2 separate regions of the Athene noctua genome follow, and region 1 is linked to region 2. The links are chromatin contacts, called in public Hi-C maps. All regions are on one chromosome and are shown on one strand. Each heading gives the region's core, a stretch centred on a gene start, on an enhancer-like site or on the middle of the called end of the contact. The rest is flanking DNA. Distances are from core to core; before and after follow the strand shown. Region 1 holds the start of SMC3 (structural maintenance of chromosomes 3). Region 2 holds the start of SMNDC1 (survival motor neuron domain containing 1).

Region 1 (6,693 bases), core at 430-2,929, 140 kb before region 2:
TTAATCTATCCTACATATTCTGCAACCTCATAACTTCTTAATCCAAGGCTATACAAGGCAATAAAGACTTAAACAATTTTAATCTTCAAACTCCAGGAATGATTTCTGGGAAGCCACAAAATAAGCGATATTGGTGGAACCAAATTTGCCCTCATCCATTTTATTCTCATGTTCACACCTTGTTATGCTCTCTTCTATAACTCCTAGAATGGTATTGGTTACTGACCACCTAAAATTTCTTTTTTTCCAGTTGAAACTTATTTCCCCTGTTCTTAATGTGGACTTCTTACTCTGATTCTATACATCTTCACTACTGTTTATTTTTGTGCAGTTCAAATCTGGAGAACAAGAATTCTTATTCAGAGACTTTAAAGCAATGTGTGCACCTGCAACAATAAACTGATTTACTAAAACACAATCAAAAGGTATTTGCAGCACTCCCTAGTCAGCCAGCTGATGAAAACCTTATTTCTATGTAAAATATGCACTTTCAAACATGATATTCTTTTGGATTAAGATACCCTTAGGGTATCAGAAAGCCAAGTCAATTTTGAGTCCACTGAGAAACGAAAATCTTAGTAGGCTTTTTATGAACATGCATAGGTAGTGGTACGAAAGCAGCCATAAAAATTCAACCACACCATGCAACACGACTGCACGGATATACTACAGAACTGACAATAATTGCCTCTATCTCAAAAAATGTTTTGAAAAGGTCCATACAAGGATCTTCTTTTTAACTGAGGGTTAGCTGCAGATTGCCTATCAAGGATAAAGTATAATAGATTAAATAGTCCATGCCCGGGGGCCTAAAGCATCACCCCAATACAAACAGTAACTGTTGTTTCTCCCGGGGGAAGGGACAGACAAAAGCAGTTTGAATTGAAACTCCAAATACAGTTACATTTCCCCATTGAAACCACATACAGATAAAAAAAAAAAAAGTAAAGAAGAGAACCAGCAACTTTAACAGCTGAAAGATGCCGCCTAACAGCTGAGGAAAGCCCTTTGTCTATGTACGAGCCCCGCGTGGGTATGAGCCTCCGGGCCTTGGGTCATCCTCATCCGCTGCCTGGAGAGCCAAGACAGCAACGCTGGCCCGTCCAAAAGGTCCTCACAGAGCCCGCGAACAAATCCCGAGTAGAAGAGGGCCTCGCCCCAACGCCACTTCGCACCTGCAATGAATGAAACTAGCCACGGGAACCTGGGGAGGAAAGGCACCCGGCAACCTACACGGAGGACTTGTTCCGTGGCTGGCCCGAGGATGCTCCCCCTCAGCCAGGGCCGCGGCTTCCCGCCTCGGGACAGCAGCGAGCCAAGCAAAGGCCTTCGGACCCGCCACCACCCGGCGGGCCTCTTGCTACGGGCCGGGACATGGTTCTGCCGCTCGCCCGGAGGTCGAAGACCCTCCAGCGCCGGGGAGGGGCAGGGCAGAGCAGGCAGGGTCAAACCGACCCAGCCAGGCCCAGGCCGCACCGCACAAGGCGAGCGGCTTGGACCGCGCCAGCTTACCTGCTTGATGTACATGTCTGCGAAAGATGGGGAAGGTGCCCGCCCTGGCGCCTCCTGCTGTCACTCTTCCCGTCCTCACCGTCTCTTCCTGGCACGAGTGCTCGGCGCGACCCCGGGTCTCCCCCACCGCCCTCTCCCGCCCCTTCAGCCTCCCCACACTTCCCAGCAGAGCGCCCCTCTCACCCCTCACGCAAACAAAATGGCGGCGGAACCTCCCCCATCCCGCCCCGGCGCGAACCATCCAGCACCAGATGGAGGGGGAGGAGGGGAGCCCAGAACGCGCCCCTGCTCCTCCGGAGAAGCGTCACCGCAAGATCCAGTAGAGGCTGTCCTTCGTGTCAGCTGCTAAAGTGCCCCACTGACCTTCCCGAAGGTGCTCCGAAGCGGAGAAGGCTGCAGACACTGCCCCTCCCCGCAGTGGGGGTCCCCCCAGAGAGTCAGGGCAAGTGGTTTCTCCGCTGAGGGGCGGGTTGGGCGCCAAAGGCAAGTGTGAGCCGAGCGGGGGAGAGCGGCGGGGCGGGAGCGCCGTGGCGCCTGCGGGGGGCGCTGCCGGGGCCGGGACATGGCGGAGCTTTGGCGCGGGGGGAAAGGGCGGGACGCAGCGCTCTGCCCTCGCCCCAGGCCGGGGGCGGTACGAGTGCTCACAGGTTGCGTCAGATAAAACCTTGATCTTAAATCCCGTCTTTTATTCGAATATCTGAAAAATAAACAATCCATTAAAAAGGAGGAAAAAAAAAAAAAAAAGAGGAACTAGCAGCGTTAGGGCCTGTGGCTGGGCTCCAGCATGGCCCCGAGGGTCCTGGCCTGCCCCCGTGACTGCCCAGGGCTGGGAGTACAGGGCCTTGAGGTGTGGATTCCAGTCCCTTCTCCCATTTTTTTCGTATTTACCTCCGGTTTTGCTCATTGTTCCCACTATGCCAACCCCAGTCCCTACAGTGAGGCAACATGAAGTCACGTGGAACAGGGCCAAGCAGCCTCCAGGTGCAAGGTGCTGCAGCGTGGGGCCCGGGTGCCCTGGCAGGCCTCGGTGCCTGTGTGAGTTCAGCTCCTCATCTGTTGTGAAACACCTGGGCGAAGCCAAATACCTGCCCAGGGTGAGCTGAGTAACGGGAATGATGCGAAATATTCTCAGGAAAACAGAAAGATTAGCTTGAATCTGTACCCACTCCTTTATCTCCTGGAGAGCCACTATTCATCTCCCTGAAGGAGCTGTCAAACACAAAATCAGCACAATGAAAGAAGAGAAACATTAATTTTCTTCTAATCTCTTTCAGTTACAGTAATTTCAGGTGTTACTGTGACAACAGTAGGGGCACAATGTCTCAGAGAAAATGCAATTTTCAATTTGACAGTACTCCTTCAAAAATGCAGCTGTAGCCAACATTTTTATACAAGCAATAGAATTCCTGCACTGATCCTCTTAACACTAATAAAAATTATTTAAACAGAATGGTCTAGTTCCTACCTCCCCTAGAATAATAGGTGGATGAATTACTTTCCTTGCTGCCAGGTAATGAAATGGTTTTACTAAAGGTAAACAGATTTCGCCCGCACCTTTAACGAAAGGGTTCATTGTTTCTTCAGAAAGCACAAGTGCCTAAAAAACTAAAGCATTCAATCATTGCTCCACAAACAAATTCAGAATGAAAATTTCCTGACTGTTCTGCATTTACTTGTACATAGCTCAATTCAACAGGACTTGGGAGAAAAAAAAGAAATATTTTTTCCACTTGCTTTTCAAAATCCCTTTCATTTTAGGATTTCGGGGAATCTCACAATATCTTTCTGGGATTGGTTTGTGTAATGGAATTTATTCTTCACTTTCTCCAGGGCGAGGTGAATTATAGGTGCTAGTACTTTGGATTCCAGCTGCCTGGACTGATACAGAGAAATAATTACTTGTTTTGAGATTTATTTACTTATTTACTTATAGAAAACTGCTTAGCAACTTATTTACTTACTTATAGCAAGTTATAGTATTTTTTTTTAATATTGCTAAGAATCCTGCTTGCCCAGACTGTTCTGTGGAATTTTACCAAGGACTACTGTGTTCATCAAAACAAAGCAGTTCGCTGTGAAAATCTACCAAGGACTACAAATGTTCAGCAAAATATTATACTTTTGTCCTTGAGGAACAGGTGGCTCTAACTAGGTGGAATTTTGCTAATGAGTAAAGACAGCCATACACGAATGGTAAAAGTTCTATTGGTTCTCTTAGATAAGATAGAAAGTAAACTGTCTGAAAAACTCTTGCTAGTCAAGAAATTGGCCAAGAGAACCTGCGCATGCTCCGGGGGAAAAAACAAGGTGAGAAAAACTACGAGCCTTCCTCCCAAAGGCCCCCGAAGACGACCACCAGGAGGCAATGCGCAGGTGCAGAGGGAACATAAACTGTTGACATCAGCCTTTCGAACTAACCCAGCCTTACTCATGCATATGTATGTTTGTGTTATGTAACCCAATGAACAGGGATATCCACACTCTATAAGTTTTTGGTAAAATATGCGGTGGGTGTGCAAGCTTTGCGGAGAGATCCCCTTGCACCCCGGTGCCGCAGTAAACATCCCTGCTTTATAACTCTATTCGAGTTGTAGAGTCTTTTTTCCGCGAATCAGGACCTTCCAAGGCGATTCACTGAGAGGGCAGAGAAGAGAGTTTAGAAAAGAAAGGGAAATCTAATTCCCCGCTTTTCCTCACAGTACACTTAACCAATCCTATGCCTGCTTGAAAGAATTATTTGCATCCACTTTTATGTGAATATTTGCAATATTTGTAAATAAATTGCACAGATGTACATATTCTAGACAAACTTGTAATTTTCAAAACCGCCCTGAAGCACTCAGGCAGGAGAAAACAGCGACCTTTTATGCATTTGAGATTCCATTGGCACCGTACAGCAGGCAATGTAGTTTAACCTCTGTTGAAACACATCAGCGAAGAAGGTTTTGTCCCAACAAACATCTGGGATATCACCTCGCCAACAGCCTTTTCTTCCTGCTAAAGACTACCGGTGGAAGGGCCACCCTTTGTTAATCATCCCTGTTTCTCAGGGCAGTAATAGGCATTAGAAATGCTTTTAAATTGACAGGTTCTGCTGTTCATTCCTCTTTGTCGTCTGCTTTTAGAGGTACAGGATGCCTTGAGTCATGTTTTTGAGGTTTTCTTTGTGGTTCAGAAGCTTATTTTCACTTAATCATAGACTCCCAGAGCAAGGATTTAATCTTCCTTCCCTAAAGAGGAGGTTCAGCGTCACCAGGGTGGCCACCAGCTGAGGAAAATTTTGCTTTTTCTCTTGACTGCTGCACTGACATTATTCTGCCTGGATGCACCAAGTCCTCCTGAAAGCTGAGATCCCATAACCTTCTGGTCCATGTCTGGTGCCCCAGCAGCTTGCTGTTGGTGAGGTGTACCAGGAAGTGCATCACCCTCTGTATTATGAACAGTCACAAATAAGGACCTGGGATCTTTTTTTATCCCCAGGTTGTTCATTCCCTCTTGAGGATTTCGGATATACAGCATACTCCTGAAGTTTGGCGATGTCTTACGTGTGCCTACAGATGTGCACAGACATCAGGTTATATTTACTCATAGGAATAAAATCGTATCTCACTGATATGTCATCAACTAATGCTCCCACCAGTGTGACCAGTGCTTGCAAAAATAGCAACTGTATTCATCAAGGATTAAGTGGCAAATGATTGTTTAGTTCAAAGAATGTTTCAAATGCGGGCCCCTGCATACAGGTTTTACCACATAGCTTTTAGAGATTTGTATTTGAGGGAGCGGAGGGGTGGGGTAGGTATTATATTTTTTGTTATTCTTTTGATTTTGTAGTCCAAGCTAAAAGTATGCACGCAACCCAAGGGTGATGCGTCATCTATTCTGTCAAGCTGCTGTGGCTGTAGGAGTGCAGAAAGCTGGCAGTTAGTAAAACAGCACACTTTATTCAGAACCTGCAAACATATAATCAGTACTAGCTACACGTGGAGTTCACCTCGCTTCGGTAGGCGCTGCAGAGCTTTTTTCTATGGCCCTGTTTTATAAGCAGTGTTTTTCTATAAATACGCTAGAATGAAACATTAGCATTAGAAAGGAGAAAGTGGGAACACTGCTTTAATTCATCTAGGCTTCACTGGCGTGAAAACATATCAGGCATTTCTTTCATGAAGCTTAATGGGAACATATAGATGGGATTTCAAGTCTGTAGTATTTTTTTCTCTCTTCTCAAATAGTAAAATTTCTTTTAGAAAAAACATGTTTAACATACTGGGGGAGGGGAGCGTTTTAAGTGTATTATTAAACTCTTCCATTACCACTTCCAGTTGTGAACCAACATGTGTATAGACTGCTTTCATTCATGAATGGCTGCAATCACTGAGGTATTTACTGCTATTTTAAATGACTGTAGAAATCAGTAGGCTCATCACAACATCAATCACTTGCGCTTCATCACTTGAAGACTGTAGAGTAGGCAGAGCACTGCGGGGGGCCCTTCTTCGTGTTGGTGTTGTGGCAGAATCTCAGGAGCAAACCGGGAACTCGGCTTTGGTTGACACTTTGGTTGGACCCTGCCAGAAACGGGTGTTGAGTGGCACTCTGCACACGCAACCAGATACTCTGATATCCTAGTTTCAGCTTGTGAAACAAAGACAGTGAGAAAGGATCTTGTCCAAGCTCAAGCAGGGTAACTGTGGAATCACCAAGAATACCTCTCCTCCTAAACCACCTGTGCCAAGCCTGAATCCTAATGCATCAAGGACATAGTGCAACTTTCTCCCACCTTTGTATTCAGTGGAGATAGCAGATGAAGTGAGAGAAACCAGCCCTTTCTCAACACTGGTCTTGGAGATGAGCACCTGTCTCCGTGTGCCCAACCAATGAGGCTTTCGAGGAACAAAGAACATCTATTCTGAAAAGCATGCAGGCCAGCCACGTGTATATTTCCTTATCAAGAAAATATTTTTCTTGAGTGGAGTTGCCAGCTCTTGTGCCCTCAAGCCCTATAGTCACCCCTGTGCCTTGCAATGCAAGAGTCTGGCCCCTCACCAAGCCTGCAGAAATGCCTGTATCTTTGCCAGTGAGCTGTCAAAAAAGACGAGGAAACCTCAAGCATGCAAGATCCTTAGAAAGCTCTGTTTGATAAGAGGTAGATGTAATTACAGGCTCAAATGCTTACTGCAC
Region 2 (6,981 bases), core at 4,149-6,648:
CAACAGCCTATTTTTAACTACATATTCTCGATTACTGTAAATCCTGTGTTCTGAACAGAGCACTCAGACCAGGAGCGTGCAGCTCCCCTGTGGGTGGCCCACCAAAGACTGCAGCTGTGGGATACAGCTGAGCGGCTCACCAGCACAGAGCAGCTCCCTGGCTCTTTGGGGGTGACTGCTAACGGGCTGCCACAAACCCCAGCCAGTGCACAGCGTGCAGCTGGTAGAAACCCTGGACTGGGGAAAAGACACACAGTCATCACTGCTGTCAGCTGCACCTAATATTCCTTCCCTCTTCTTTCACGTACTCATTACAAGTTTCCCTCTCCCTACGCATACAATACCCTTCCTCTGTCTACCCTCACTACCGCAGGACTTAGGTCTCCTCTCCCCCATGACAACTCCACAATCCATCAGAGCAGTCTTCCTTGTTCCTTACTCCCCAGGTCCCTCCCCACACACAAACACAAAATACCCCCACGCTGTTCCCATATTAACCTCGAGTTCCTGCTTCCCAAACCTCCCACACTGCTGGCTCACTGCTTCAAGCTCCTCTCCTAATCCTCCCAGGCTCCTCTGCCCACTGCAATGGCCCTTGCTTCCTACTTTTCAAACTCTTCTCCACTTTTCTGCCATTCAAACCCTTTCTGAACGTAAGGACTCTCAGCAACAGACTTCCCGGCACCCTGAGAAGAACCAGTGTCCCAGCTGCTGCCTTCTGAAGTCCCCAGGCCTCTAGCACTGACATGCTCCCTAGCGCAGATGGCAGAATGCCTCAGAGAAAGAAGCTGCACCTTGACTTGGCATATTGCTCCCAACGGAAGACTCACATTAAGCTGAAAATACCATCTGACAAACTGTTGTGTAGGCCTGATTAAGACCCATCAAACCAACCTGCTGCTTGTGCCAGTAAAGTAAATGATCACAGTGGCAGGTTGTCATTTCCCACGTAAGCTGGAATTTTGTCAGCTTTCACAAGCCGTCAATTGTAGGGAATGGAAATCCAAGAGTCTCAGACCCTTCTGAACTGTTGACATCCTAATGGATGCAAGCTTTCTGTCCATTCTTCCTACTTCTGACATTTTCTCCTTATCTTCACGTTGCCCCACCCTGGTTCTTATTCCTCATCCAGTTCTGATTCACTTTTCCTCCTCAGGTTTAGTCACCATGCCTTTTCACTGATGGAGCATAATTACTACAATCATTCAGAGCACAGAACATGTTTGAACTCTGTTTCTTTGCTTAGCACCACAATCCTTGTTGACTACCAGGGTTGTAGAGAGTTAAATTATGTTTGGAAATGTGCACATGCTCAACTGACTTCACTGCCACACAAAATTCTGTGTAAGCTGGTATTTCAAAACCCTAAAGCTAGGCCAAATTCCAGGAGAGTAGAACAGCAAAAGTAAAGCCTTAAAACAAGCGGAACTCCCCTAAGAAGTTTTGAGTCTGTGCTTTAAAATGAAGAGGTAGTTGAATCTCTCAACAGAATAGCTGTATATTTTAATGATGTGCCTGGCTGATCAGCATTTATTCCTATAACTTGATTTTGTAAGTGTCAAACTTCTGAAGCTTTCCAAAGTCCAGCCAGAGCCAAACAGCCAGTGTAGAAAAAAATTCAGCCTATAGAAACAAATTTTGCAGGAGCAACAACAACAAAATGCCTCATAATGGGAATTATCGCATAACTGAATCTATGGATGAAGTTGACAGCTCTGCCCATGACAACAAATGGTAAAAAAAATTTTAAAATGAAAGCAAATTTTGCTTGGAGGCACAAATCAACTGAAAGAAAAAAACCCCACATCTTCAGGAAAACAACCCTCAAAATTGAAGTATTAGTATGATATTTTCTTGATGGTTTGATCCAAATGAATATACCAATGCCTTTCAAGACTGACATACTGTCCTACTAACAGGGCAATGCCTGCCAGGGAGGCAGGCTACCAGAAAAGCCAAAAAAATCTAATGTCTCCATTCTGGCCCAGACTTGAATTGCAATTTCTTGTCATGAGGACAGACTGTTTTGTTTGCAGAAGCCAATTTTTTGCTAGTGACTAGGTCCCTGTGCTGAGCACAACAATCCATCCATACAAAGTTGAAAATGAGGGCATTAAACCATTTGGATATAATAATGTCTTTATGGCATTAATTGTTGCTGAGCACTCCGATGTCTGACCCTTAGCTGCTTCAGGATTTAACATTAAGGAATGCAGAGTATTGCTGATTTAAGTGTACTCATTCACCATAACTCATACATGTTTTAAAAGACTGTATAGTCCCAGATATCTTAAAAAAAAAATTAAAAAAAATTATGTTCCCATAAGCTCTAGCTATAAAAATAATGCAGCAGACTGTGAAAAAGAGACATAGTTGTGGTTCTACAAGAGAATCAGTTTCCTGGGTTGCTAGTTAAACACGGCTGATGACACAGACGTCTTGTGCAGCACCACTACCACCTCCTGGGCAAGCCAAGCACGGCTGCAGGATGCGCCAGTGTCTCTTGAAATTGTAAATTAGTTTGCCTTAAAGACAGGCAGCCCCTTTATGAGCCCCAAGGCATACCCAGATATACTGGTTACTAGAAACCTCACCTTCCCAAGCTGTGCCACTCACTACAGGGTATCACCACTCCTGCTACACAACCTGCTGTCCCACAGCACCAGCATGGTGAGAAAGTCCCCAGTTACACCAATTTTCTGTAGTTGTTCCCCAAGTACAGTCATGTCCATCACAAAGCTTCCTACTAGGAATAACAGCTGAAAGTCTCAATGCTAATAATGACAACAGAGTTTGGCTTAAGCAAAAGCTGATCGAGTTGCCTTTTCTTTCTAAGTTAGGGAAACAAATTCTACAGCATTTGTGAGGAAGAATTGTCTTAAATTTACATGCCTTCATTTGCCATCAAACTACACTAAAACTCTATGTATCATATATGATAAAATGTGAGAGATACATTCCAGTAACATGGTATTGATTATTTTGTAATAATATTCCTGAAGTATAACTTTATAAATAATATGGCTCAATTCTATGAATACACTGTAATATCACACTACAATGTATAAACATCTCAATAAACAGTAAGTATTTATGAAGAGATACAGTCTGGTAGCTACTCTGCTGCTCATGGATAAAATTAAATTACTGGACGAAGTGAGAAACATTCAGATATGGCACAAACGTAGCTGAACTTGTTTTGATCTACTAACAAATACAGAAAGAACAAAATCTTGACAACAGCTGGATATATAATTTCAAATAGTGCTAACTATGCAGATATCCTGCCAAGCCAACCATTTCATGAACTGTAAAATATAGTTTAAAAATTGTAATCAGTAAGATAGCAGGAAGATGTCCTGGTTACATTGTGTTTTTACTCAATATAGTATAAAAGAGCTTCTCTAGTCAAACACAGAAAAAAGATCTCTATTTTTGGGTGAAGACAAAACCAGTTTTAAGGATGCAATTAATGAGCATTTATAAGAGTTAAAGATCAGTGGTTTCAAGATCTGGCTTGCCTTCCTACACGTAGCAGCATGTGTCTGATTGATAGCGTAAGTTGAAAGAGCATCTAAAAAGGCACTATCCTGAGCTGAAGAAACCAAGAGGAAAAAAACCCCAAAAACTCTTACAGGTAATTCTACCTTTAGCTTTTAGTCAACTGGGCTTTGCGATGTTTTTATGTTTCAAGTACTTCATACTGTTTTTCTTTCAGATCAATTTCATGATGTAATCATCACCTTCCTTTATGAGCTAAACAGATTGGGCATGTCAGACTTTCATTGAGAAGGGAGTTTTCTCCAGCCATCGAATAATGTTGGTAGCTCTTTTTAGAAGTCCGCAGACCCCACAGAACTCCAGATTTTAGAACCATATGTAGTATTTCAGTACCAACTCTCACCAAAACTTTTATAGCAGCAAAATACCTCTTTATGCTTGCTCCTGCTGATGCAACCACAGAATGTTCTTTTCGCCATTGTTGCCTTTGGAGACACCTGGACATTGCATGTCTCCTCAGTCCCTCTCTCTCGCTTCAGTCCTGCAGATACAGTCTAGATTTCTTGTTCTGGGATGTGATGATTGTACTAACGTGTATTTTAACTCATAGGTACACTCTCAAGGTCACTAGGATTGCTCTGTATCAATAAATTTGTATGCCTTTTCAACAGCTGCTGATCTGTCCACAAAGACTTATCAGAAAATGTTCTCTGTAACTATTTGTAGATTATTAATAAAATTATGAAAAAGATGCTACTGTTATTTGTTACCCTCGGTCTCATCAATCAGTTTGTCAACAGTGTCCAATAATGTATGTATTTTAATTATCAAATCATACACCAAGATACAGAAATGTGTTTTATCCTCAGTCAGGATATCCTCTGAGGGCATAAACCAAGTATCACAGAGCAGAGTAGATCTATTTCTTCCTTAATATGTAAACAAAGCCCAAGAGTCCAAGTGAAGTCATCATCCGGTGAAGCCCTACATGCAGACAGTGACAAGGGACAGGATGTTTGCAGGAGACACCTATCCTCCTGGTAATACCAAGAAACTTTTTGGACACCTGCTTCATTTGCCTGGCTCACAGCCTCAAGGGCAAATTAATTACTGGATTTCCACCAGGAAATATTTTTTCCTTCCTGTGACAGGCTTGAAGAAGCCACTGAGCTTTTCCTCCCCTTTTCCTGTTGTAGGACCAAATACCAAAACTTACTCTCTTCTAAATTGTTTGGTAGTGGGTTTTGCATGGTTCTAGTTATCACTTAAGCAGCTGGAAAGCACTGTGTTTGTCAACAAAGATGTGAGCAAGCATAAATCGTCAGGCTCGCCCAGCATCGGGTGCCCTGCGGTCCCCTATAGCAGCCACTGGTCAGACATCAGAAACTTGGCATCACTCCTCTGCAAACAAAGAGCTGCGCCCTGCCCGAAAGAGGAAGATTTCGATGTGTCAGGATCTTCTGCTGATGCCAAGCCTGGCAGCTCAGCCGCAGCGGCGAGGTAGGGCAGCTCCCTCCCAGTCCCGCCGAGCGGCTGCGGGCAGGGCCGCGGCCGTCTGGCTGCGGAGGGGCTGCCCACCTCTCCTCACATGGGACTCGCCAGGGGACGGGGACAGGAGGGAACCGATAGGCCCGGGCCCGCCGGCAGCGCGGACAGGCCGCAGGGGACAGGCGCAGGGGACAGGCGCAGGGGACGGGCCGAGGGGACAGGCGCAGGGGACGGGCGCAGGGGACGGGCGCGGCCTGGCGAGGCGCTGAGGGACAGCTGACGCCCTCCGCCCCCGCCCTCTCCCCCGCCACGTGACCCGGAGGCCGCGCGAGGCGGCTGCGTTGCTCGGCCGACCAGCGCCGCGCGCCGGCAGCACGTGACCGGCGGGGCGCTCTCGCGAGCGCTGGCGCGCGCTGGGCCCTTTGCCCCGCCCGCGGCGAAGGAGACGGAAGCGGCCGCGGCCCGACGGGACCCAGAGCGGCGCCCCCCGCCCGCCGCCCCGTCCCCCTCCCCCTGGCCCGGCCCGGGCCCCGCACGCCCGCCGAGGTGAGAACCGGCGCCTCCTCGCCGCCCCCGCGCCTCCCGCTGTGCCGCCCGGCGGCCTCGTCCTTCCCGCTTGGAGGGGGCCTGGGCCTAGGCCTCGGCTTAGGCCTGAGCCTGGGCCCGTCCGCCGGCGCGGGCCCTTCCGCGCGGGCCCGGCCCCGCTTCCTCGCAGTTCCACCGCGCCCCGAGTCGCCCGGATCGGTCCGACAAGGAGCGGGTGGCCCCGGGCCGGGCTCGCCGCAGCCGGCGGCCCTGGGGCCAGGTGGTTAGCTCCCGGGAGGGGCCGGTCCCCGGGCGCCGCGGAGGATTTCGCTGGTGTAAACGTGACGACTCTGGTTTGTGGCGTCCAGAGGGGAAAAACTGACGTGCGCGGTGGTTTGCTCAAGGTGTGGGTAATTTTGAGTCTGCCCAAAGGGCCGCCGGTAACGTAAGTTACGCGTTTTCCCAGCGCACGCACGCAGGCACGTGTTTAAGCTTTCATTTTTTGAAATTGCTTGGGAGTGGTTGAACAGTACAAGAGTTAAGGTGAGCGACTATGTATAATGAAACAACGCGTTATTGAAACTCAGTTGTATTTTTAAATAGTAACAGCTTTTTGTGTTACTTACTTGCACCACAAGATGTGATTAAAAAGCAGCAAGCCTGTTTTGATGTGTTGCTTGTGTGTATGTTTCTTGCAGATGTCAGAAGACCTTGCTAAGCAGTTAGCTAGCTACAAAGCTCAGCTTCAGCAAGTTGAGGCAGCCTTGTCTGGAAATGCAGAAAACGAAGATTTACTAAAACTGAAGAAAGACTTACAGGTGAGAACTTGACGATATGAATAGCTGAAACTTTCAGGTCTTTAGCAAGTGTTTAATCTTCCTAAATATTTTGATTGTAACAAAAATATATACTTGGTGGGTTTAGGACTTTCTTTTCACAGTTTGATACAATTATGGTAGGGTTGGTTTGAAAAAACCCCCCAAAGTACGGCGTATTTTAAACCTTTCTGGTAGATCAGTAAAAAAGATGTACTAACTGATACAGCAAACTCTTCTGCTGAAAGCTTTAGCCAGAGTGATGAAAGATAAACCAATGCTGTCTTTGCTCTATTTTTTTAAAGTGTTTTTCAGAAAGTCATCGTATTTTGTTGCTTTTACTATGCTGAACCCTGATGGTTGGGCTTAACATTGTGCCTTTCTGCTTATTTTTGAGTTGTCAAATAATTTGATCCAGAATCTGTTTATTCATTGCAGGCATTTGCAGTGATAAAAGCTTTAGAGTGTAGTTCCGTATTCCTTGTATGTCTAAGCCTTCATTATCTTAAGGTTTTTATATAAGAAAGGAAAAGGATCATGTTCTTCACCTGCAGTGTTTTAAACATATGAGAGCATACCTCATTCTTAAGAGCGAAAAAACATTTCTGGTCCTTAGGGTATTCTTCAGTGACAGGAAGACCACCAGCTTAAT

What was found. Hi-C and Micro-C count contacts between places; a contact is called where the count stands out from the background.
Region 1: a Hi-C map of heart shows a contact between it and region 2, with 4 times the contacts expected there. The contact joins the promoter of SMC3 here to the promoter of SMNDC1 in region 2. A contact is called at or near these places in 2 of 2 Hi-C or Micro-C datasets (heart and liver).

The regions. Positions count from the first base shown.
Region 1 is chr5:56,108,108-56,114,800 of bAthNoc1.hap1.1, reverse strand. SMC3 (structural maintenance of chromosomes 3) reads right to left here and starts at 1,679. Exons shown (of 29, transcript XM_074907706.1): 1 at 1,513-1,679. The coding sequence starts at 1,527.
Region 2 is chr5:55,971,759-55,978,739 of bAthNoc1.hap1.1, reverse strand. It overlaps SMNDC1 (survival motor neuron domain containing 1), which reads left to right and starts at 5,398. Exons shown (of 6, transcript XM_074907703.1): 1 at 5,398-5,535; 2 at 6,213-6,332. The coding sequence starts at 6,213.